Linked DNA regions of Canis lupus: region 2 is linked to region 1. Evidence: chromatin contacts called from public Hi-C data. All regions are on one chromosome and are shown on one strand. Each heading gives the region's core, a stretch centred on a gene start, on an enhancer-like site or on the middle of the called end of the contact. The rest is flanking DNA. Distances are from core to core; before and after follow the strand shown. Region 1 holds the start of CALD1 (caldesmon). Region 2 has its middle 49 kb from the start of BPGM.

Evidence for each region. Hi-C and Micro-C count contacts between places; a contact is called where the count stands out from the background.
Region 2: a contact with region 1 is called in a Hi-C map of skin fibroblasts, with 3 times the contacts expected there. The contact joins the enhancer-like site here to the promoter of CALD1 in region 1. A contact is called at or near these places in 2 of 9 Hi-C or Micro-C datasets (skin fibroblasts and tumor fibroblasts).

Annotation. Positions count from the first base shown.
Region 1 is chr16:12,935,225-12,939,818 of UU_Cfam_GSD_1.0, forward strand. CALD1 (caldesmon) reads right to left here and starts at 2,017. Exons shown (of 16, transcript XM_038559477.1): 1 at 1,694-2,017.
Region 2 is chr16:13,021,977-13,026,554 of UU_Cfam_GSD_1.0, forward strand. No RefSeq gene overlaps it. Among named protein-coding and RNA genes, the nearest start is that of BPGM, 49 kb to the right of the region's middle. Within about 2 kb of position 2,790, at least 2 of the 20 cell types and tissues checked have an H3K27ac peak or open chromatin away from gene starts, as enhancers often do.

The DNA.
Region 1 (4,594 bases), core at 767-3,266:
ATGTGTTTTTTGTGGTTGTTGGCGGATGGGGCATGCACGAGGACAAGAGGGGTGAGTGGTGGCAGCAAAGTTTGAACTTTCGGGGATTTGGAGAGGTTTGTTTCAAAACGGAATTTATCCTCAAATCCCAAGATTATAGATTTCCTTCCAAACTGCATTCCCCCATGGTTTAGAGAACAGTTGAAAAAGAAACTGTTCTCCATATTTTGATTGACATTAAAAATACTGTGAAAATAGTTTGGAACTTGATCTCTTTGAGCGAAGGACGATAATCAAACTATAGCTTTCACTTGCAGCCCTTTCTCCCACACTTACTCAGAACTGTTCCAGGAAAAGAAATTCACAGGGAACTCTGTTCTCATATATCATCTCCTAGGAGGAGAGAAGGGCATTCTCAAGAAAATTACCCCCAAAATTCTAAATACAAAGAAAAAAGATTATTTAATGGATCTCAACACAAAACCACCTCACTTGACAGAATAAAAGCAAATGCAGTCATTTGGAGCTGAAAACCTTCAATACCCAGGCTTATTGAAAAATTATCAGACTTGCTCTTCTTGCCACATACCACCTAGTCTTCTCTGAAGCTCTAGCCATACACGTCTGGTTTTGCCAAACGCATTAGAAAGATTTTACTATTCCAGTTTACAAGTCCATCTGCATAGCCCTGTTAACAGAAGGGATCTATGAATACCAAGTACTTTGTTCTCATACACTTTTTTTTTAACCATGTATTACCATAGCACTAAAATTCTCCCACCCTTTACAATCAGCTCTTTCTAAAAGGAATTCCAGACTACTACCAACTGGCTGCCTTGTACTACTGTTTAAGATGCCCAAATATGTCTGACTATGTTGAAATGAAAGCCTGCTTCCTCCCTTTCTGGAACACACTTGCAAAACTACATCTCTTCAAACTCTCTAATCACAGGCACACACTTTCAAACAGAAAATAAGATTTCTTAAGAAACAGACTGGTAGGATGTTAAAGGCGATTTCTAAAAAACACACCCACTAGCACATGCATTCTCTCTCATTATTAGGTTTTATAGGAAACAGATCATGGTAGGCATCTTCCTGTCTTGGCAAATATCATATCAGTTACGTTAACCCAACTGGTGCTAAACGGTTCTTTCCATCTCTGACCTTATTTCCTTGCAGCTCTAGAAGTCCAGGCTTAAAAACTGGTAGGAGAATAATATGTAAATGGCTTTGGTTAAAAACCATTCCTTTTTGGCTGCCTGTTAACCTAAAAGTTTACTTTAAAGGTAAAACCTCTTTAAGTCTCTGGTAGTAGAAGATGCAGGAAAGACCACTGGTGTGGGCACACGGGCCCAGCACGCCTGCTGCCCCTGGCCTGTGGTGCTCAGGTAAGCTCCCCACTGCACTCCTGAACAAAAGGAGCTCCTTATCAAGGTAGCCCGGTGGTCCCTGAGCCCAGAGCCCACATCTCTATGTGATCTCAACTCTCGTCCCAGCTCCAAGAAGAGAACTTGAAATCTCATCCTGTTTGTCTTCCGGGGACCATCTGCAGGGCAGCAAAGCCCAGCCTGGCTCTGAGAATTTGTGGGCTTTATTATTGGCTTTCACTATCTTGCTTCTGCAGCTACCTGACACAGGCATGTTGACTGAAACACAGAGAAAGCCCCCAGACGCTCTGCAAGAGATGGAAAGAAAGCCCTCTGTGGCTTACCTCGCAGGCTGCAACTTCTTCCTGGGGACTAAATCGGAAAGGAAGAACTGATTTCTCTAGCAGGAGCACAGCAAGAGGGCAGGCAGGCAGGCAGGCAGGCAGCCTAATACACACTGCTCTATTCAATAAAACTCCAGACCGCCCTTCCTTGGCCCCTCCCAGAAGTCCGTGCTAAGTGAACACATAGCCCCTATGTTTACAGTCGGCAGTCGGTGGTATGCATTGTCCTGTAGTTTTTCTAATAGGGCAGCCAATGACGACACCCCGGCTGAGGTGGATGCAGCCTGCCTGTGGAGATGCCTGTCATTCTCTAGGCATGCTCAGGAAATCACTCATCAGAAAAACCAAGACCTAAAAAGCTCTGAAACTGCGTGCAGGCTGCCAAAACCAGCCAGCTACATGCCCTTTTTTGGTTATCCTTAGCAGGGCCTCTGGAAGTGAATCCATTGTCAGGAACAATCATAAGAAATGTTAATCTTGGAGAAAGAGGCTGTCTTGCAGAACGCAAATGCAACTTTAAAGAGAAAGCACAGTTGATGAAACTCAAAGTTTAATAGTCTGTAAGTTTTAGTGGGGTGGGGGTGGGGATGGTTTTTTGATGGAGGGAGCCCTAATAGCATATTTCCTTTAAAAGTAATGGTATATACAAAATGAAATTAAATCGTTGTACAGTTTTAAAGCCTGCGATAGCCAAGACCCAGGTCTGGTGCACAAACTAAATTCTAACCTGAAAGAGGCACAGCCCCCTAGAAATATGTCGACATGTGTTATAAAAACAACTGACAAAAAAAGCTTAGGTCTTTTTTAGTAGGTAATGTTTTCCAGAATAAGTGTAGTGCCAGAAACTCAGCTACGCAGGGTCCTACAAGCTTGGCTATCGTCATTGGTTTTCCACATCACCTCTCTCTCTCCACCTCCCCTTCGTTTCCTTGGATTTGGCAACAGGGAGACATTGCTAGCGACTGTGCACAGCAGAGAGGGTGTCTACACCAGCACCTCCTTTGGGGCTGGTGTAAATGATGCACATGATCACAGAGATGACACTGCTGTTCTAGTGACTTCTTGAAAGTGCTCCAACCAAGTCTTCATTGACAGGATGTGTGCAATGAGAAAGACAGATTTAGCAGATGCTGAGTTAGAATGAAATTAATTGGCCCACATGCGCATACAATCTGTGGTCTTGTACTTTTCGATAAAGAATTCCTGGTTAAATTAGCCCATCAGTATTTAATCCAACAGCAGCAACAACAACAACAAATTATGTGCAGTTACTATTTGTCAGGCCAGGAACTAGGTGCAAGACTTCTGTCTCATTATTGCTATGTGTTTGGAAACTGTTTCATCACTGGCCAAGGAGACTTGAAATATTTTTCCCTGGCTAACTACAAGTCCATAAGCTTGGTCTTCAAAAACCTTAGGTTTTACCATATAAGCCTTTACCTATTTATGAATATCTGACTTAAAAATGATCTCTACTTAGGAAAAAGTCCCTTTGTGCCTTACACTGACTTGGGAAGTAATTGATCCATGTGAGTGGTTTCCTTTTTCAGCCATCCAGCATTAGTGAGTTACCCAGAAGCATCTGTACCAACCCTATGCTCATCTCTTTCTTGGGAAGGCTGCCTATCCCCTCTTCCCAACTGCTACTGCAGCACAACCCAAAAAAGCTACAGAGAAGGCTGCCAGGGCGAGCGAGAGGTGAGCTTCAGGCATCCCAAGTTAGAAGTCAGAATGCACTTTCCCAGGGAAACAGAATAAATAATGGCTGGTGGGAATAGCACAGTCAATGCAGCATTTCAAGGACACTGTGGCTCAACCAGGCATTGGTGGAGCACCACCATTTATAAAATTGTTCCTATGGGAAAATGTTTTCTGATCCCAAATGAATGATTTGGAAAGAAGCTTTGGGAACACAACCAGTTTTGCCACTGGGGATGTCCCATATCTGGACAGGTTGTAAAGACAGAGTAATAGTTCACAGTCTGGTAACTTGCTGCATTTGGAGATGCTGTAGTGCAGACATCAATGACTTCTGAAAACAACTCAGTTGGTGACATCTGTGTGAAGATATGACCTGTGTCCAGAGATGCTTGAGGCCCATGATCTCTAGGCTGTATGGTCTGTGACTCAGTGAGGCCTGTTTTAATGTACTGTTTTCCATGGCCAATGCTGATTCAATCCTAAGCCACATTCTTCCCGCTTGTGTGAGTAATGCCTTTTGGTTAAACAGCATCAGGGCATAATTTGCAATCTATGAATAAAATAAGTACCAGCTTTCCAGAGGAAAGAAAAGTTGCACTACAAATGGGGAAAATATTATCAGCAGGAAACATAGAAAGGACATGCATTTTGCATGGTTTTTAGAAGATAAATAGCTGAATATTTTTGGGTTCTGTCTTTAGAACAGAGAAGTATGTTTCCCTAGATAAATTCAGAATACCTCGTACTCAGGGTATAGTGGATGAGCAACCATTTAGCCTTTTTTATGTATTTAGAAATGGGCACTGTGGAAGAACCTCGGAAAGATAATTTAACAAATTTCATTAGAAAAAAAGAAAGAAAAAGATATATGTTGCCCATCTCTGCCATGAGAAACTTCACTTTCATAGAATTTACTTTTTCCAGAAGTCATTTGTAAACAACACTAAAAATACACCGGATTTATACAGGACATTTTTTGTGGAATATATTTCCCACTTAGACCATCCCAGATAAAGAACAGCTTGTCTAGCATAGGATATATCTACCTAATCAAACCATAACAACTCTAAAGAGACATTTGGAAACATCTGGATGATTCGTTATATTTTTTCAGTTCCAACTGAGAATTTGCAATCATGTAGATCAGTAGTGAGCAATTAAATTTTGCTTGTGAGTCAGACTGGGAAGAGCAAAAGCAGG
Region 2 (4,578 bases), core at 1,540-4,039, 88 kb after region 1:
TACATACTCATTAATTGAAGATGCAATGGGTAGAGCTGCGTTGGGTTTTTTGTTTGTTTGCTTTTTGGGGTTTTTTTGGTAGAGCTGTTTTTATTTATTTATTTTTTGTTTGTTTTTGTATAGCTGTTTGAATAAGAGAATTGTTAATAAGAAATTCCTAGACCCTCCATATAGTCAGGCAGCCTGTGCTGCTAAGAGAGACGTGATCTACCTCTTGAGGGAATCTCAAGGCCTCTGACTCCCAGGCACAGCCCTGGGCAGAACAAGGCTCATGGGATCCCATGGGATCTCAGTCTAGAGCGGGATTGCCAGATTCTCCAAGCCGGTCTGTGACACTCCTCCAGCAGAAGCTACTCTTTCACAAGCTCCTGGAAACAGGAGCCACCATCTCAGGCAGTGTGGTTCAAACTATTGGGGATTCTGTTGAGGTGGCTCACAGGCGGGGTTTGGGGGGGCAGGAAGTAGGGAGCCAGGTGGGCAGGGTTCTAGGAGCCCTCCTCTACTTCCACTGCAGCCGCTCTCTGCTTTCAAAGAAAGCCTCCCGATTTGGAAAGAACTGGCCCTCGTTCCCAGGACACGAACTGGGAAAACGAAGAGGCATCGGAGATGAAGTAACTGGTAACAGGTCATTTAGTTAGTTGGTGGCAAGGGCCTGGGGTAGAAGGCAAATCTTGGGCTTCCAGGCCAGGCCCTTTGCATCTCACTGTGCTGTGCCACCGACTGTCTCATGTACACATATATCTCATTGCTACGGAAGGCTCAAATAATGCTTTTCAAAGAACATGAAGAAGAAAGTGTCCAAATCTCCCTAAAGCACACAAAAGATTATCTATTGTCAACAGCCCCACGAGACAAGGATATCTTCACTCCCAGCTTGAAAGGCCTCTCTCCTCCACCCCATCTGAAGATAAACAAGGCCAGACCTTCGTACAATCAGCTGGTCAGTAACTTAACAACGTCTCTGTCTTTCTTCAACATAAACCCCTCCTCTTCTGTAGGGCCCCTTCTACCAAAACCGGGAAATCTGCTGCCAATAATTTTCACCTGTTGCTCCGTGTTCTACCTTTCCACTGCAAATGAGTGTCTTCGGTAGGCTCTGTTCCTTGGTGGTATTCACTTTTAGAATGTCATCTTTTATGATTTCATAAAGATTTCTTTGTCCCATGTTAGAGGAATTTCAGGCATCTGGGGTTGGAAAAAAAAGGGGAAGACCCCCTTTTCTTAGTGGTTGGGAAGATTTTGTGATCATATTAGGTATTCATTCAAGGTACACTGAAGGTGGCCTGAGGCCAAATTATATTCTGATTTCCCAAAGGAAGAAATCCCTCCCTGGCAGTCTGGTTCCATGAGTAGAACTTAAAGCATCCCTGGCTGATTTTTCAACCACAGGCTATCTCAAAAGCATGCATTTTGCCAGAAATCTGTCCGGTAGGGAGAGATACATAGGTAGTTTCAGTGTCCTCTCACCCTGCCCCCCATTTCACCAAAAATCTTAACTTTCCCCTGCCTCTGCCAACTCCCCTGTGGTCTCAAGTGTTCCAGGAAATGAGGAGTCATTCTTTATTTCTTGCTCCATAAGGGGAGGGCACCATGTGACTCCCTGTGGAAGGGGCAGCAGGGTGGGGAGGCTGAGGGGCTTGGCCAGAGCTGCAGAGACCCAAGCTCAGGACTCCTGGTTGGGGGGGGGGGTGGCGGGGAGAGGAGCTGGCTCTGCCCCTGGCCCCTCAGCATCGCCAGCCGCCAGCCGGGAGACTGACTCCACTTGGCCCAGTGCCCCTCACCCCTGGCCCTCCCCACACATCCGCCTTCTCCAGCTAGCTCTTCCCTCCCTCTGCCCCAGGGCTCCTGCTTGCATTCCTTCTATCTCCTGGCATTTTTTTTTTCATGTCGTTTTACTTTGTATTTAATAATAGCTCCATGTTTTCTGTTTTATCTGAAATCAAGAATCATGCCTGTATCATGCGTTCACTTTGGGGATAAAACTTATGGCAAGACTTGCCGTTGGACTAATTGCTTTTCATTAGCTTCATGCTTCTTAATGATTACAAGTTGTTTGCCTGTACAAGAAACAGTTCCATTCTGTTCTCCAAATTTACTAGCCTTCAACTGCAACCAGAAACTGGAAGTCTTGGATTGCTTGTGCTTGGGGAATGAGGTTCCTGGCTTTTTTGCATCAGGGTCTGGCCATACTGAGGGTTGGGGAGAGGGCCGGTAATCCTAGCTCTTTAGACTTCAAAGCCCAGATTATGGTCCATGGTCCAAATAAAAAGCGAATTTAGCTTTTCTAAGCCATCGGCTGTTCTATGTCCCAGTTCTCAAATCCATAAAGTGGAGTGAGAAAGACAGGGGCGAGATATGTATGTTTAATAACAAGCTTACTTTAAAATCAGTTTTGAAAAACCTATACTTCAGATAATGAATTGGGGTTTCAAAGGCATGATGGAAAGAGTATACCCACCAAAAGGGAGCAGCAGAATGAATCCCAATGGAAAATTTGCGCCTCTCTGTGGTTGGAGTCATTTGGTCAAGAAGTGATGACATTACACATTTCTGAAAAGGGTGTGTGTTTTGGACTTCTGAGGTCCAGGTCTCAGCATGATATTCGGGCAAGGCCGGCATTTAACTGCTATGCAGAATAAAGAGAAGGAAGTGGTCGCGACCAGCATTCTTTCCCACCACAGCAGCGCCTCCCCAGTCTGACGTTGCCCATTAGTCTCTTCATCTCATGGACTTGAAATCAAGCTCTTTCAGCAAGTCTGTGCGCCCATCATGCCCTGCGAGATAAGCTGTCCTTCAACTGTCTCTGGGAAGGGGTGGCAGCTGGAGGCATAGGGGATCAGCAACAACCTGTCCTGGGCAGAGGGCCGGGTGTGTGCAGCAGCAAGCAGCTCTTGGAGCCAAGAAGTAGGAGTTTTTCACCGTGGAGTGTCTTCCTGCAGAGAAGCACGGCTGCCCTTGGCCACACCCCAGCTATCCATCTTTAGTCCATTCATTGTCAGAATGAGTCTGGAACTCACATGTAGGAAGAGAGGGGAGTGGATCCAGAAGAACCAAGCAGCCCAGACCAATCTGTGACTTTTTGCCCTGTGAACACAGTGGTTCACTTATTCAGTCATCCAACAAGCAATTGTTATTATTTTGAAAGATTTTATTTGTTTATTTGAGACAGAGCAAGCGAGCGAGAGAGAGCACAAGTGGAGGAGGGGATGTGGGGGTGGGGAGGGCAGAAGCAGACTCCTCACTGAGCAGGGAGCCTGGTGTGGGGCTCAATCCCAGGACCCTGGGATTATGACCTGAGCTGAAGGCAGAAGCTTAACGGACTGAGCCACCCAGGTGCCCCAACAAGCAATTATTGAGTACCAACTGAATTAGGATGGAAGCTAGGCTGGATGACAAAAAGGCATACTCACACTCACACTTAAGGGAGTTGATTTCTGTCTTCCCTGTTACATAAGATCATTTGGTGACTCAAATTCCTTCCTTATTGTTAAACTGTTTTCCCCTAGGGCAGTGCTATTCAAAGTACTGCCAGGCTTGGGCAGCATCAAGCATTGTCTGAAAGCTTGTTAGAAATTTCAAATCTTAGCCCCCATGTCAGAGCTATGGAACCTATACCTCTGGTGGTGAGGCCCAGGATTCTATATTTTACCAAGCTCTCCAGACCATGTGATTTTTTTCAGAAAAAAAAAAATTATTGTGGTAAAATACATATAAACTTAGTATTTTTAATCATTTTAAATCGCACAGTTCAGTAGAATTAAATACATTCACGTAGTGCTGTGTCGTCACCCACCAACTACCTCCAAAACTGAAACTCTGTACCCATTAAATGTTAACTCCCCATTTCCCCCAGCTCCTGGCAAACACTATTCTATTGTCTGTGTCTACGATTTTGACTATTCTAAATTCTCATATAAGTGGAATCATATAGTATTTGTCTTTTTGTGACTAGCTTATTTCACTTGGCATAAGATCTTCAAAGTTCATCCATATTGTAACATATGTCAGGATTTCCTTCCTTCTTAGGGCTGGATAATACTGCACTGTATGTGCATACCACATTTTGTTTATGCATCCATCTGTCAATTGACATTTGGGTTGTTTCCATGTTTTAGCTATTTTGAATAATCCTGCTAAGAACATGGGTGTACAAATATCTTTTCAGGACCCTACTTTCCATTATTTTGGCCATATGCTCAGAAGTAAGAATTGCAGAATCATATTGTGATCTTATTTTTAATTGTTTAAAAACCACCATACTGTCTTCTCTAGAACAGGGTTCCCAACCCATTCATGATGATGGGTACTTGGCAAAAGTCTTTCAGGTAGTCTTGGCTGATCCTAGGAAACATTCAAAGTCAGGCTTCCCCATCGCCAAGGGAGAAGAAAAATGTGGGTAAGGAAACTGTTTATTCTAGGAGCTGAATGGTAATTTAAACTTTCTTCTGTGGCCAAGCACTCTGCTAGACATGTAGATATATTATCCTATTCCATTCTCACAAAACTCTACAGGGTAGGAATCACAGCTGAGCTGAACCCAATGGCTTCTCTTCTGTGGTCCAGGGCTGTTTTTCACTA